Regions from separate parts of the Triticum aestivum genome. Here region 1 is linked to region 2. Evidence: chromatin contacts called from public Hi-C data. All regions are on one chromosome and are shown on one strand. Each heading gives the region's core, a stretch centred on a gene start, on an enhancer-like site or on the middle of the called end of the contact. The rest is flanking DNA. Distances are from core to core; before and after follow the strand shown.

What was found. Hi-C and Micro-C count contacts between places; a contact is called where the count stands out from the background.
Region 1: a Hi-C map of leaf shows a contact between it and region 2, with 4 times the contacts expected there. The contact joins two enhancer-like sites. A contact is called at or near these places in 2 of 5 Hi-C or Micro-C datasets (leaf and an unstated tissue).

What each region holds. Positions count from the first base shown.
Region 1 is chr4B:72,460,164-72,463,407 of IWGSC CS RefSeq v2.1, reverse strand. LOC123091095 (probable beta-D-xylosidase 7) reads right to left here. Exons shown (of 4, transcript XM_044512495.1): 2 at 2,726-3,180; 3 at 2,507-2,604; 4 at 765-2,309. The coding sequence ends at 952. It also overlaps the pseudogene LOC123091096. Among protein-coding and RNA genes, the nearest start is that of LOC123091095, 3.9 kb to the right of the region's middle. Within about 2 kb of position 1,992, at least 2 of the 8 cell types and tissues checked have an H3K27ac peak or open chromatin away from gene starts, as enhancers often do.
Region 2 is chr4B:72,409,882-72,413,594 of IWGSC CS RefSeq v2.1, reverse strand. It overlaps LOC123091094 (adenylylsulfatase HINT3), which reads right to left. Exons shown (of 7, transcript XM_044512494.1): 5 at 3,108-3,163; 6 at 2,891-2,944; 7 at 2,406-2,758. The coding sequence ends at 2,672. Among protein-coding and RNA genes, the nearest start is that of LOC123091094, 7.9 kb to the right of the region's middle. Within about 2 kb of position 1,349, at least 1 of the 8 cell types and tissues checked has an H3K27ac peak or open chromatin away from gene starts, as enhancers often do.

The DNA of each region.
Region 1 (3,244 bases), core at 743-3,242, 49 kb before region 2:
CTGCCCAACAAAAAAATTAGTTGATTCAAGGCAGCAGAAGAGCTCATCTGTGATGGTTTGCCTTCTGTATCACAGGTTCTTCTATACACCATTTCTAGACAAGTACTTATTTTCATTTCACCTCTTTGTGATGTATTGATGGCAGGCAGTATTCAGGGGTGCGATGAAAGGCAAACTGATAGTGTCTTGCCCACTTCCACCAGAGAGGATACCCAGATTCCAGCTTCTTTTCAAGGATGTCTAATCACAAGAAGCGCACATTCTCAACATATGTAATGGTCTTTTAGATAATGGAAGAGTTTCATCCCCCCATCCTCTGCATACATATCCATGCAGCCAGACCTAAAGAATAAACTATTCGTGGTAAGCAAAAAAGGTTGTACTTGAGCCAGCTTGGTGCATTCCTTATTCCTTTTTTCGTTTTTCTGCAACATGAATGATCACAAGGGATGCACTGCAGGCGGATATGGAGATGTGCTTGCATGAGCTTGGTGATGAACAATCAAGAGTTGGCGTTTGCACTGGTTTGCATCAACTATGTTTCTCTATGTTCTTATAGCATAATAATACAACAATTGGTGTTTTGCCCTCTCTAGTCTGTAAAGTTCTGTATTTCACAAACTAAATGGTCAACTAGGTGCACCCCTGTTAGTTTGGTACAAGTCTGGTTATATTTTGTTTGTGATATAATCAATTATTAAAATTGACATTTGCATGGCATTCTACATCTGGACGATATTGGGGAAAAAGGACATGCCTTTTTGTTGGACTAGATTGATCTTATCTTTATTAGAAGAAGCAGCGAACTCATCATCCCTTACAACAGCCTAGTTTCCAAGGGTACTCAACTCACTCCAATGCAAATAAAAATTATACGTACTACAATGGGGGAATTACACTCTATGTATCCACCTCTACCCCTTCCCTGCAAGTCAATCAATCTAGTAAAGCTCAAACCTCGAACGTAATCTCCATCTCATGCTTGTCAACCATGAGGAAATGAGATCCTCTGTCTACCACCTTGCTGCCATCCTTCCTCACCCTGCTAAAATGTTCACACGGGCTGATATCAAATGTGAGTCTGGCCTTCTCCCCTGCCTTGAGGTGCTGTCTCCTGAACCCGATGAGCTGCTTCGCCGGCCGGCCGGCGGTTGCGTTGGCCCACCGGAGGTACACGAGCACCGAGTGCTTGCCGTCCATGGGGCCGTGGTTTTCCACCTCGACCACGGCTGGGAACCTGAGCTGCTCGCACCGTTGGGGACCAATATGTTCGACGTGGTAGCTCGCGACGCCTTGTTCCGCCGCTGGCAATGGCATTGTGCTCAGGCCTGCGAGCAAGTCCGTGTTGGGGGTGCCGGATGAGACCAGCCGGCGAGAGTAGCTGGAGTAGCTGAGGCCGTAGCCAAACTTGTAGACAGTCTCTCCCTGGTAGAAGCGGTAGCTCCGGCCGGGGTAGCCGGTGGCCGGGTCGGCGCGCATCCGCATGTCGGTCATGGGCACCTTGGTGAACTCTTCCGGGTACCAGGTCACCGGCAGCCTCCCGCCGGGGTTGTGGTCGCCGAAGAGCACCCTGGCGATGGCGAGCCCGCCGGCCTGGCCGGGGTAACCGGCCCAGAGGATGGCGCCGATCTTGGGGTTGGTCTTGGCGAAGGTCACGTCCACCGGCCCGCCCGTGAGGAGCACCAGGATGACGGGCCTCTTGGCGGCGTCGGCGACGGCGGTGATGAGGCTCTGCTGCTGCCCGGGGAGCAGGAGGCTGGTCCTGTCGCGCCCTTCGCTCTCCTGCTGCTGGCTCAGTCCCATGAGGAGGAGCACGTAGTCCGACGAGGCCGCCAGGGAGGCCGCCTCGTCCGTGTCGGCCACGTCGCAGGCCGCCGAGCGGCACCCTGCGAGGAACCTGGCGTCCTTGACGTAGCCCTGGACCCCCTTGAGCGGCGTGACGGACTCGCAGGGCGGGCCGAAGTAGTTGCCGATGAGCAGGCCGGGGTTGTTGGCGTTGGGCCCGATGACGGCGGCGGAGGCGACGGCGGCCCGGTCGAGCGGGAGGATGCCAGCGTCGTTCTTGAGGAGGACGATGCCGTCCTGCGCGGCGTCGAGGGCGAGGCTCCTGTGCTCCGGGGTGCAGATGTCGGCGGCGTTGAGGCCGCCGTAGATGTTGGCCCTGGGGTCGCCGTCGAAGTGGCCCAGGCGCATCCGGACGGCGAAGAGGTTGTTGAGCGCCTTGTCGATGTCGTCCTCCGTGATCTTGCCCTGCTGCACAGCGGCCGCCGCGTGCTGCTGCATGTAGGTCCCGCAGTCGATGTCCAGTCCTGGGTGATACGCACAAACACAATTATCCACGTCACTATCGTTTTGAAGAATGAACTCGTACCGGGGTCCAATACTATAGTGAACTACTAGTATCTTGTAGTACATAGAAGCCAGAGTAGAATTGACAGGTCAGGAAAGTGGATGAGTTTTAGTCGTGTGCTCACTGAATACAATGCAAATCCATGCAAATGCTTACCGGCCTTGAGCGCGAGTGCAACCGCGTCCTCGGGCGTGGGCGCGTACCGCTGCGCGTCACGCATGATGGCCACGGCGTCGCAGTCGGAGGCGACGTACCTGCACGCACGCAAGCAAGCAGCCAAAAGAGTAGACCATGGCATCAGTAGCGCGTGAAGACGACCGCACTCCCGTCCCGCATGTGACTTCCAATCGAAACAAAAACAAAAAATTGCTGTACCCGTCGAGGCCCCAGTCTCCTCTGACGGTCTTGGTGAGGAGGTCGGAGTTGGCGCAGGCGGGGACGCCGTTGATGCCGGTGTAGGCGCACATGACGCAGCTGGCCTTGCCGTCCACCACGCAGCTCCGGAACGGCGGGTTGTACGTGTCCTCCAGGTCCTGCGCCGTCACCCTGGCGTCGAAGTTGTAGCGGGCCACGCCGTTCCAGTCCTCCAGGTCGTACGCCGTGGCGTGCTTGCAGCAGGCCGACGTCTGCAGCAGCGACGCCGACGAGTTCCCCTGCAGGCCCTTGACGAACGCCACGCCGTAGCGGCTCGCCGTCGTCGGGTCCTCCCCCGGGGTCTCCTGCCCGCGGCCCCACCGCGGGTCCCGGTAGATGTTCACGTTCGGGGACCACATCGTCAGGCCCTCCGCCTGCCCCAGGTTGTACAGCGCCCGAGCCTCCCTGCCGATCGCCTACACGCATGCGCGCCGACGTGTACGTGTCAGGCAATGGGCAGTGAACAATAAAGGTAACGTG
Region 2 (3,713 bases), core at 100-2,599:
TATTTGAAAAATGTTCAACGTGTATACAAAAAGTGTTCAATATGTATACAAAAATTGTTCAATGTGTATTACAAACTTTTAACATGTATTTGGAAATAAAAAAAGGGGAAAAGTGAGATAAAGAATATTTAATAATGAAATAACAAGAGACTATTAAAAAAGTAAAGGGAAAATAATGATAATCGTAAAAAGAAAAGAAAACCAATAAAAGCCAATGAAGAAAGACAGAGAAAACAAAAACACAGGAAAAAAACCCCGGACAAAAGGTTCTGAGAATCAATTCCCCATTGTTGCATAGAAGGTTCCTAAGACCTCTCACATTATATGTGTTGTTAGGCTGGCCCATCAGGACTACCGCCTGAGGCGAGACGTTGTACCATCTCGAAGTAGGCGAGCCCGCGCTTATTCGGGAGCCTCACAACGATCAGCGCCACTTGGCACGCTCTCAGCCGCCGCCACGTCTCGCACTCTGGGCGCTCTTTCCTATTTTTTTCTTAATTTTTCCGCACGCGTTTTGGCTTTTAACGGCTGTTCCCGGTTTTTTTTCGACTATTTTGTTTTCCACCGGTCTTCCTTAGCTTTCGGACAAAAGAAAAAATTCAACTTTTTTTTGCGCGAAAAAATACGTCTTTTTTTTGCTTCCGCGGGAGGCACAAGTTTGCTTTTGCGAAAGGCACAACCATGCCTCTCGGGAACGAAAAAAATGCATTTTCTGTTTTTATCCTTTGGCAAGAGGTACGGTTTTGCTTTTGCGAGAGGCACGGCCATGCCTCTCGGGAACAGGAAGAATAAATCGTGTTTCCTATTTTTTTTTCTTTTTTTCGCGAGAGGCACTGCCGTGCCTCTCGAAAACGAAAAAAAAACTATTTTTTGTTTTTTCGTCCACGAGAGGCACAATTTTGCTTCCTCGAGAGGCACAGTCGTGATTTCACGAGAGGCGCGACTGTGCCTCTCTCGGAAAGAGAAAAAAAACGTGCTCCTGGTTCAGTTTTTTTGTCCACTTATTTTCGTGAAAAAAAGTTCATCAAAACCTATCAATATGGGATCTACTTTTAAATATCTAAACGTGAGGAATTCAATGGCGAAAACGGTTCAAGATTTAGACACACAGTTTAAGAGATAAAACATTTTGAATAAACGACTCTACGAAAAAAAGGAAACTACCAGGTTGCGACAAATGACGCACATGCAATGCGCCACTTGTCACAACTCGAGGAGGTGGGAGTGATCTTTGCAAAAAGAATACTTCTCAATTAGTGATTTCGTAGATATACACTGTGCTGCATACGACTCTGGCGCACTGATGTGGGCCATGGGCTAGCACCGAACGGTAAGAGGGTTTCCTAAACAAAATCTGGGCCTGTTTTTTTGTCAGTTTTCCTGTTTTTTTTTCAAGGGGCCAATGGCCCCCTTTAGTGTTCTTTCTTTTCGGTTGTTTTTTCCATTTCCTTTTGCGTTTTTCCATCGCTATTTTCTATTATGCCCCCTTTTTTATTTTTTGGTTTTGGGTCATTTTTTTCTGTTTCCGTTTGAAAACAAAACATATTTTTTAAATAATTGAATGCTTAACATATGTATTAAAATGTGTGAACACTTTTCTAAAATTACTTAACTACATAAATATTTTTAAATGCATGAATTTATTTTAATTACATTTTTTTTTCAAATGCATGTGGAAGAATTTTCAATACATGATATGTCCTTTTGATTTCACATGATGAATTTTTAAATACACGATGGAATTTTTAATACACCATGAACATTTTTAATACATGCCAAGCATTTTATTGTTAGCTTTTTTTATAGAAGAAACTCCGCGAGCACCGTGCGTTAAAACCAAGACCCGAACCCGGGTGGGCTGGCAGCTACCCCAGCTGCCCAGCCAACGGGTCGACGCCCCGTCCTCGCCAGACATTTTATTAAAATAGACCACAAACATTTTCTTCATACGAGATAAATTAATACATGATGAATATTTTTTAAAATACCCAAGGAACTTTCTAATACATGTTGAACATTACAAAATACTATATAAGAAAGGAAAAAAAAGCCTGAAAAATTGTACGTAGCCTTTACCTAACTAGCTATCAGGCTTAATTGGTTCTAGTACAGTTATATTCCGTCTATTCCAAATTATTTGTAATTCTAGTTTGTCCCAAGTCAAACCTCTTTTTATTAACCAAGTTTATCAAAAAAAAAATAACATCTATAATACCAAATTAGTTTCCATAGATTTTTCCATAAGATATATTTCATACTATATGCATTGATGCTGTAGACATTAGCATATTTATCTATATGTTTGGTTAAACTTCAAGAAATTTGACTTAGGACAAAACTAGAACTTTAATTATCTTGAAACTGAGGGAGTATATAGGGTGAGCACAAGGTTATCAAAAAATATATTAACATCTACAACACCAAATTAGTTTCATTAGATTTTTTCCATAAGATATAATCATCTATACGAAGGTGGCTCCGTACATAGTTCGTCCCCTCAGTTGACAATAAGAGCTGGGCATCGAGGCAGATATTATACAGTAGTTACAGTGCCAGTGTTTTTCGAATTTGTTAAACTCATGGATTACTTCAGCTATGCAACCGAGGCAGATTATGTACTTGACTGGACAACTGAAGCAGCTTTCTATTGGACCTTATGCGGTAATGAGCTTCAGTCTTCTGAAGAATCAAGTTGCTTCTTGATGCAGCTAATAAGACTCGAGGTTTCATTTGGCTCAATAGAGCTCCTCCTAAAGCTCTGTAATTTTTTAGTTGTGATTGTGATGAAGAATGTCAGTAGGTGATAAGACAAGTTATTTTGCTACCAACAGCCCCAACTTAAGGCTAAAGGTTATGAAAATGGAAATATAGAAATTGGAAGACAATATACCTCTGTAGGCCACAACTTGTCACCAGATCTACGAGGAATTATGTGGAAGTGGGTCTGTAGATAGTTGAAAGCACAACAAGGGATCAGTAAATAATTCTAAAGTTCATTATAAACAAATGCAGAGGAATCATATGGAAGTGAGCATGCTGTAATAATAGAAAACCATGACATACAAAATAGAGCCTATGCACTTTAAGTTTGAGATAATATTACTCACATGGAAAATAACTTGTCCTGCAGCTTCTCCATTATTGACGACCAAGTTGAATGCATCTGAGTTCCAAGAAAATCAGATCAAATTAATATGCAAATCAGCAAATGTTAGATAACAAATGGCATCCTTAGACGCATCAAAACAAATCAGTGCAATTGCCGAGCTAGTTTCTGAAAGATTAAGATATAAGTCTAATGACTAATCATGTTGCGGCAAATAACACATACATTCTATTGGTTTTGTATAGATGTACATAATACAAAATACCAGACTGCAAAAACTTGTCATATTACACAATCCATTGTTTGTGCAAAAGGGATAACCGAGTGCCTTTTTAACACACTGAAAATGGAAATATATTGTATAGTGCGGAAAGCAAGAAAGTTGTGCTCATGTTTCTTGAAAATTCAGGGAAAAATACATGAACTCTGGAGATTAAGTCATCCACATAGTGCATGCTGATAAATGCAGATACGTTATGCATATGGATGAAACTGCGAGTACCAGATTGAAACACTGCTAATCTTGAAGTGGCACACCTATTTTTGTTTCTAACTTACTCATGCACAAGCTTATTATTAATAGTGTCAGACTCAACATTACCCAGTT